2 separate regions of the Mus musculus genome follow, and region 2 is linked to region 1. The links are chromatin contacts, called in public HiChIP or PLAC-seq maps. All regions are on one chromosome and are shown on one strand. The core of a region is the stretch at or near the end of the contact, and the rest is flanking DNA. Distances in the headings are between cores, read along the strand shown.

Region 1 (3,472 bases), core at 229-2,728:
CTACGTACCTCATCCGTGTACTGGACATCATCCACAGCGTACTTCTCCTTGAAATACTCCTTGGAATGGATCCTGAAAAGAAAGCACAACGAAACCACAGTCAGGGCCTGGCAATGCCCAAGCCTGGTCACCTCCCGTCTACCAAATCCAGGCCATGAAGCTCTGGTTCATCCCTGCCACAGTGTGAGGACCCAGCACCAAGCAGGTATACCCAGCAGTTGATGGTAAAGGGTGTCCTGCCGCTGAACCGTCTCTGCCGCCCTGGGACCTCTGATTCAGTCCACCGTGTCCCTGGCTGCCTGCAGAAGTCCCAGCTTCCACTCTTCCCCTCCACATCGCCTTCGGGGCCATGGAATATGTGACTTCCCAGCTGCACCTCTTTAAAGGAAGGTTAATACGCGGATGCTTTAAAGAAGTCAAGAAGAATTTAAGCTGAGTCCTCAAACTTTAAAACAATTAGCCAAGGAGAAAGCAGGAGTAGATGAGGTGAGACAGCCCTCACCCAACTCTATGCTTTCCCTGGATTCAGCAGGCTGCAGTGCCACCCAGATGAATCAATGCTGTTGGGGGCAGTGGGCTCCCACATGGAAGAACAGTCACTACATGGAGGGGGGTGATGTCACCAGCCAAGTGCCACATCCAGTGAAGTGCATATATGCCACCTGCACTACTGCAAACCTGGTTGCATACCCACCCCTTCCCGTCCTACTGTTGTCTCACAGCATGTGCCCCATCCAACAGGTCTCAGTACAGCACAACAGATGGTCTCTACATTTACCAGGGACGTAAGGGATGTGTGGATGGCAGGCAGTATTCCTGGGAGTTCATCTGGGGATGAAACCAGGAGGCCCTCAGAGCTCCACGACCTATGTGCCACAGCACAGCACTGCTTGGGAACTAGGAGTCCATATATCAATCTCTTTCCACCTAAACAAGTAAAACTTGTTATCAGAGGTTCAGACTATAAGGACCAGGGGATGGGGAGGGTAGTGGACCCAGCAATGTGTGTGTGTGTGTGTGTGTGTGTGTGTGTGTGTGTGTGTGTGTGTGTCACAGCCCAGGTAGAAAGCCCACTTCAGGCTGAGAAGCTCTGATCTCACTGTGGTCTCATAGAATGCCCTCTTCTTTTCTTTCCTTTTTCCTCTCCTTCGACCTCTGAAAAACTCACTGGGCATCAAGCTCTTGCCGTTAATTAAATTTGCACAATTCAGTCACATTAGCTTCTGCCATGAGACAGGGCTCAAAAGTTAACTGGCCACGATCTGACACCTCTTAGCAAAAGGCCTCAAGAGCTGAGGCAGGAGGTGTCACTTCAACTGGGTTGTGGGAGTCCCAGGTGCAGACTGGGAAAGCAAGGGGTAGGGCCACCAGCAAGACAGCTGCTAGATTATCTTCATCACTCCCTCTCCAGCTGTGCCAGCTGTGCCAGTACAGCCCCGCCCTACCTCTGGCCCCAGTCACTTTGTCAACACCAGGACTGACAGGCATGAAAAGCAAACTCCTACCGATTGGGAAGCACAAAGATCTGACTCAGCCTCCAGGGCTCTGCACAGGAGGTCAGGCCAGCCACTGAAGTGGGGGCCCTAACCTTTTCATATCCACCACTATAGAGCACCAGGAGCCTCTTAAGAAGGAAGGCATAGCAAATATCTCCCTGTCCTTCTCTTCTGGAGTCTCACAAGTTAAGAGTCCATCAGAGATTTGCCAGACCGGAAGCCTGGTGAGGTCTCGAAGCGGTAAGCCCCAGGTTGAGAGCTTGATCCCATGGAGCCAGGGGAAGTGGCAGCAAAGGAGGTGATGGCAGTAAGCTGTGAACACTGGGTGTCCCTCCTGCGTGCTCACCTCAAACTCCCACATGGTGCTTACACAACGTACTTGGACATCACTGAGCAATGCCTTGAAATGCCTTGCTGAGCAATCTAAGAAAGGAGCTATTTATTTCTTGGGCTCTTGGTTCCAGAGGCTCAGTGTGGGGCTGCTTGGCTCCACTACTCCTCAGTGAATGCGGAGGCAGGGCAGTACGGTGGAGGGCATGCACAGCAAAGGCTGTTCCATTTGCAGTGGATGGACAGCTGCCAGCAGAGACGGAGGGCCCTGAGACAAGATGGCACTCCGAGGACACATCCCAGTGACCTATCTCCTCCAAAATCTTCTTTCCTAAAGCACCATCTGGTAGGAAAACCAAGCATTTAATATATGACCTTATGGGGGACAACTGTCATTCAAACTGTCTATGGATGGCAAGGTGGAGCAAAGAGAGGCTGGACCCCAGAAGAAGCCCAACAGGAAGAAGTGAGCACAAGTACTGCCCCCCCCCAGTACCCCTTGTACTTGCTCTCCTTACAGAGGCAGATGCCACAGTCTAGGCTGAGTGCAAACTGGGTCTTAATTTACCTCCCATGCATTGTCTTGCCAGGAATAACCACCAACATATAAAATACGAAGAGCTATGGTCATTTTGTCTGGTACTCTGCACATTACATTCTTAGGACAGAGATAATTATGTTTGAGCAGTACTTGCTTTTTCATGTTTGTGAGTTAACTACAGTAAAAATCATTTAGATATTACCTGGAGGGACATATGTGCCAGGCTGCATGATCAAACCAGCCATGGAACACTTGGCAGCCACAACTTGGTGGAGCTGATGGGAAAGGGGGTGACATGTCTACTGGTGGGAAGGGTCACTGGGAATCTCTGAATGCACTGAGGGGGTGTGGACAGGGCACAAAGTGGCTTCTTAGAGGATCTACACCTAGCTGACATGTGGTGAGGAGCAGGCACAGCTCATGCCTGGCCCCGTCCCACGGGACATCCCAATGAAAAGAACCAGACTTAAGGGACAAATCAGGAGAGGAGCTGAGCTCACTCGGATACGCATCCCAGTACACAGTGCACTTCTGGCAGCAGGGAGAAGTTGCCTCCCTTAACAGGATACCCATCCTCTATAGGGGATTTGTGCTCTGCCAGCAGCTGGCCCCAAGCACAAGCCCAGAGTCACAGCAGGTGATGCTTGGTCACAGCACCATGGGCCCCAAAGCCCCATTGAGTCCTCAGGTGAGAAGGAGCCATTAAATTAATGCCACATGATGCAGACATGATGGAACCCTCCAGAAAATGGAATTTTAAAGGGCAGGTCTTAGTGGCTAGCTGACCACCTGCGTGTGGTTAATGAATAAGTAAAAAGGCCAAATGACAGCAACCATCATCCGTTTCCAGCGCCGGGCGCCTGCCTTCAGCTCCAAACAATGCCGCTGCCTTTTATTCCACTATTGGCACAACACGGTGCGTGCAGAGCAGAAGTCAGCAACCATGTCAAGATGTCATTAAGTTGTCAAAGAGGGAAGTAGCCCTCTGCAAATCAGAGCAGTGTCTGAGCCTGGAGATTGCTCCTGTGTGTGAGCTGGGGCAGTCACAGCGCAGCCTCTGAGATTATCCCGACAGAGAGAAGCTGGCAGAGGAAGGCCACACTGC
Region 2 (3,295 bases), core at 542-3,041, 420 kb before region 1:
GAGGTGGACACAGGAGAAGCTTGAGTCCCAGGTCAGCCGGGGACACAAAGTGAGACTCCTTTCTCAACAACACGAGACAAAACAAAAACAAAACACAGGGAATGTGTCTCAGTTGGCAGAGTGCTTGCCCATACGTGAGACCTGGGTGTGGTAGCAACATTTGCAATCCCAGCGCTGGGGAGGCAGAGGCAGGAGGATCCTCACTACTTCAAGGCTGGGCTACAGAGTGATTTCTGGGCCAGCCAAGGCTACATAGTGAGACCCTGTCTTGAAAGAAAGGAAGAGGGAAAGAGAGAGAGAGAGAGAGAGAGAGAGAGAGAGAGAGAGAGAGAGAGAAAAAGATGATCTAAGTGATGGATGGCAATGAAGTCTCACCATGTGACAGATCTCATGGGGGCTGTTTACTGGGGAGGGGTTTATAGAGGCTGCCTCTGGGCGGGGGGTGGAGGGAAAAGGAGAACAAGAAAGGAGAGCTTGGCCTTTTAGAACGGGGTGTAGTGCCTGTGCATGGGGAGGATATGTGGCTCCTGGGGATATGTGGGCATCTTGGCAGCTGGTAATAACTATCCTGTTGTTGCTGGGTCCCTGGGGCAGACGATAGAGATGCCTGGCTGCTGAAAGGAAGAAAGAGAGAAGAGAAGAGAAGAGAAGAGAAGAGAAGAGAAGAGAAGAGAAGAGAAGAGAAGAGAAGAGAAGAGAAGAGAGGGGGAAGGTATGAAGGGAGGAAAGGGAGGGGAAGGGAGGGAAAGAGAATGCCTGTGCGTGTTGTGATGCATGTCTGTAAGAGCAACACTAAGGCCGGGCGTCTTGATGCACGCCTTTAATCCCAGCACTTGGGAGGCAGAGGCAGGCGGATTTCTGAGTTCAGGGCCAGCCTGGTCTACAGAGTGAGTTCCAGGACAGCCAGGGCTACACAGAGAAACCCTGTCTCGAGAAAAAAAAAAAAAAAAAAAAAAAAAAAAGAACAGCACTAAGAAGGCTAAGACAGGAAGATCTCCCCAGTTTAAGGCCAGCCTGGGCTATATGCTGCAGGTCAGCCTGGGCCTTACACTGCACACTCCTCCATCCCCACCATTCCTCACAGCTCCCTGCACGGAGCCTGGCCCTGACGAACTCACTCACCAGCAGGTATACAGACACTTGCAAGCCTCAGAGAGAGGCTTTCCCGATCTAGTCTAAGGAGCAGTGTAAGAAGGCAATCTGAAGCTTTAACCAGAATAGTTAAACAGCCTGTTCTTTGACTAAAGAACTAGTTAGTTAAAATTGAACAACCTGGTAACTCGCTTCAATCTCTCTGCCTCAGAAATACCATCTGGTTTCTGCCTCTGTTGTTCTCAAGGGAGGGAAAGGAGCCTGGAGGGCAGATTGCAGCCAGCAGCCAGCCTGAAGCACTTCAAAGCACCAGCCAGCTCCCAGCAAGCTCTAGGAAGCTCACTGACTCTTGGCCGAGGTGGAACAGGGAAGGAGAGGACCTTCAAGGGACCTGAAACTGTGGCACTCACAGCTACTGCCCAGTCATGGTGGCCCTGCAGTTAATGGTGGGGACCCTCATTTCCAAGTCTGCATTCTTGGGGATGTTTTCCCAAATGCCCTCTTGCCTATAATATAATTGTTCTATCCTCATCATAGAATCTTAGTAGGACATCAGGCAATCTAAGGACAGGACAGCCATGTCCAGTGTATGACAGTAATTACCTGCTGCTAGTAGCAGCAGCCAGGGACACTGTGGGGCCAGAGTGAGGCTTGGCCTGATGCCCTCCCTGATTTCAGGAAGCTTTGGTGTCAGGTGAGTCAGATTAATAAATACCTCCGAGTTTCCTCTAACAACAGTCTACCAACAGTCTCTAAACGTAGGTGCACTGAGTCAGATTAATAAATACCTTCCAGTTTCCCTCTAACAGTCTCTACAAGGGACACTTTAAGTGTATCAGTTCCAGGAGAATCATTTACAACCCTGTCCCACCCTATCTCACCTATCAGCTAAACAACTGCTAACCTGACAGTAAGTGTGATTGAGTCTGGCCTGGGCCGCAGAGAGGTTGTTGTCGAGGTTGTTGTCGGCTGGTGTTGTTAACAGAGCAAGGCAGGCAGAGCAGCTCTAGTGTCTGCTATTAAAACAAAATAAAATAAAATAAAATAAAATAAAACAAACAAACAAAAAACCAACTCTAAAGCAGGCTGGCCAGGTGGCTCAGCAGACGAAGGTGCTTGCTGCCGCGCCTGACAACTCGAGTTCGATCCCCAGGATTTTACATGGTAAGAGGGAACTGACTGCACAAAGTTACACTCTGCATGCAGATGCACGCATGCTCACGTGTATATATACGTGCACGAAGAGGCAAAAGCAGGAGAATCTGGAGTTTAAGGTCATCCTCAACTACACAGCAAGTTTTAAGCCAGCCTGAGCTATATGAGATCCTGCCTCACAAAACCAAAGAACCTATCCTGTAGGCCTCTTAAGGGGGTGGGAGAGGGGAGATGGCAGTTTTACCCTCGATATTCTGATGCCGCGTGCTCCAAGCGCCAGAAACGAGACCCTGCCTCCCCAAGATGGAAGGTGAGAGAGCTGATAGCCAAAGGCTGTCCTCCGAGGGAAGAGTCTGCACCCTCTGCAAGCTGGCGCACTGCACGTAAGGGTGTGGGGAGGATTTACGGCTGTCTAGACGCAGGTACAGCTTTCCTGAGTTCTACTTGGGAAGTAACTATTTTATCTCCACGGCACAGCATTGAGTACTGGGCACAACATGCCCACCTGCCTCTCTCATTAACTCTCACGCTTTCCTAGATGGGGGGTGGGTGGGGGTGGGGTTGCTACTTTGCCCAGATGTCTCAAACCCTGGGGTTCAAACAATCCTCCTGCCTCAGCCCCTCAAGTAGCTGAAACCACAGGTATGTGGCACCGTGTCCTGTTTATGACTCCTCTCATTAGAAAGAACGACAATACTAGTAATAGGAGTGTCCCGTTCTTTCTTTTCTGCTGTCCCCTCTCTTATCTATCAACACCCACTCACCAAGCACTGGCCCTACCAGGCACAAGTCTGGGCAGTGGAGAAAGGAGTCATGCCCAGAAGTAAATGCAAAGACAGTAACTGGACCTGTAAACAACATGGCTACAACTGAGGGCTGGAGAGACAGATGCTTAGCAAGAGCACTGGCTACTCTTGCAGAGGACCTAAGTTCCGTTCCCAGCACCCACATGGTGCCTCATAACCATCTGCAATTCCAGTTCCAGGGGGTCTGCAATGCCCTCTTCTGGCCTCCATGGGCCCCAGGTTCCACATGGTGCACACATACA

What was found. HiChIP or PLAC-seq counts read pairs in DNA pulled down with a chosen protein or histone mark.
Region 2: an HNF4G HiChIP or PLAC-seq map of pancreatic cancer cells shows a contact between it and region 1. The contact joins two enhancer-like sites. A contact is called at or near these places in 1 of 115 datasets of contacts at active chromatin or transcription factors (pancreatic cancer cells) and 1 of 9 other capture datasets (adipose tissue).

The regions. Positions count from the first base shown.
Region 1 is chr7:34,931,282-34,934,753 of GRCm38.p6, reverse strand. It overlaps Pepd (peptidase D), which reads right to left. Exons shown (of 15, transcript NM_008820.2): 4 at 9-72. Among named protein-coding and RNA genes, the nearest start is that of Gm25922, 11 kb to the left of the region's middle. Within about 2 kb of position 1,478, at least 19 of the 459 cell types and tissues checked have an H3K27ac peak or open chromatin away from gene starts, as enhancers often do. A contact at or near this core is called in pancreatic cancer cells, where this site is marked.
Region 2 is chr7:35,354,142-35,357,436 of GRCm38.p6, reverse strand. All of the region lies in intron 2 of Rhpn2 (rhophilin, Rho GTPase binding protein 2), which reads right to left. It overlaps Gm51476 (a long non-coding RNA gene), which reads left to right. Exons shown (of 4, transcript XR_003946747.1): 4 at 1-232. Among named protein-coding and RNA genes, the nearest start is that of Gm51476, 7.3 kb to the left of the region's middle. Within about 2 kb of position 1,791, at least 34 of the 459 cell types and tissues checked have an H3K27ac peak or open chromatin away from gene starts, as enhancers often do. A contact at or near this core is called in pancreatic cancer cells, where this site is marked.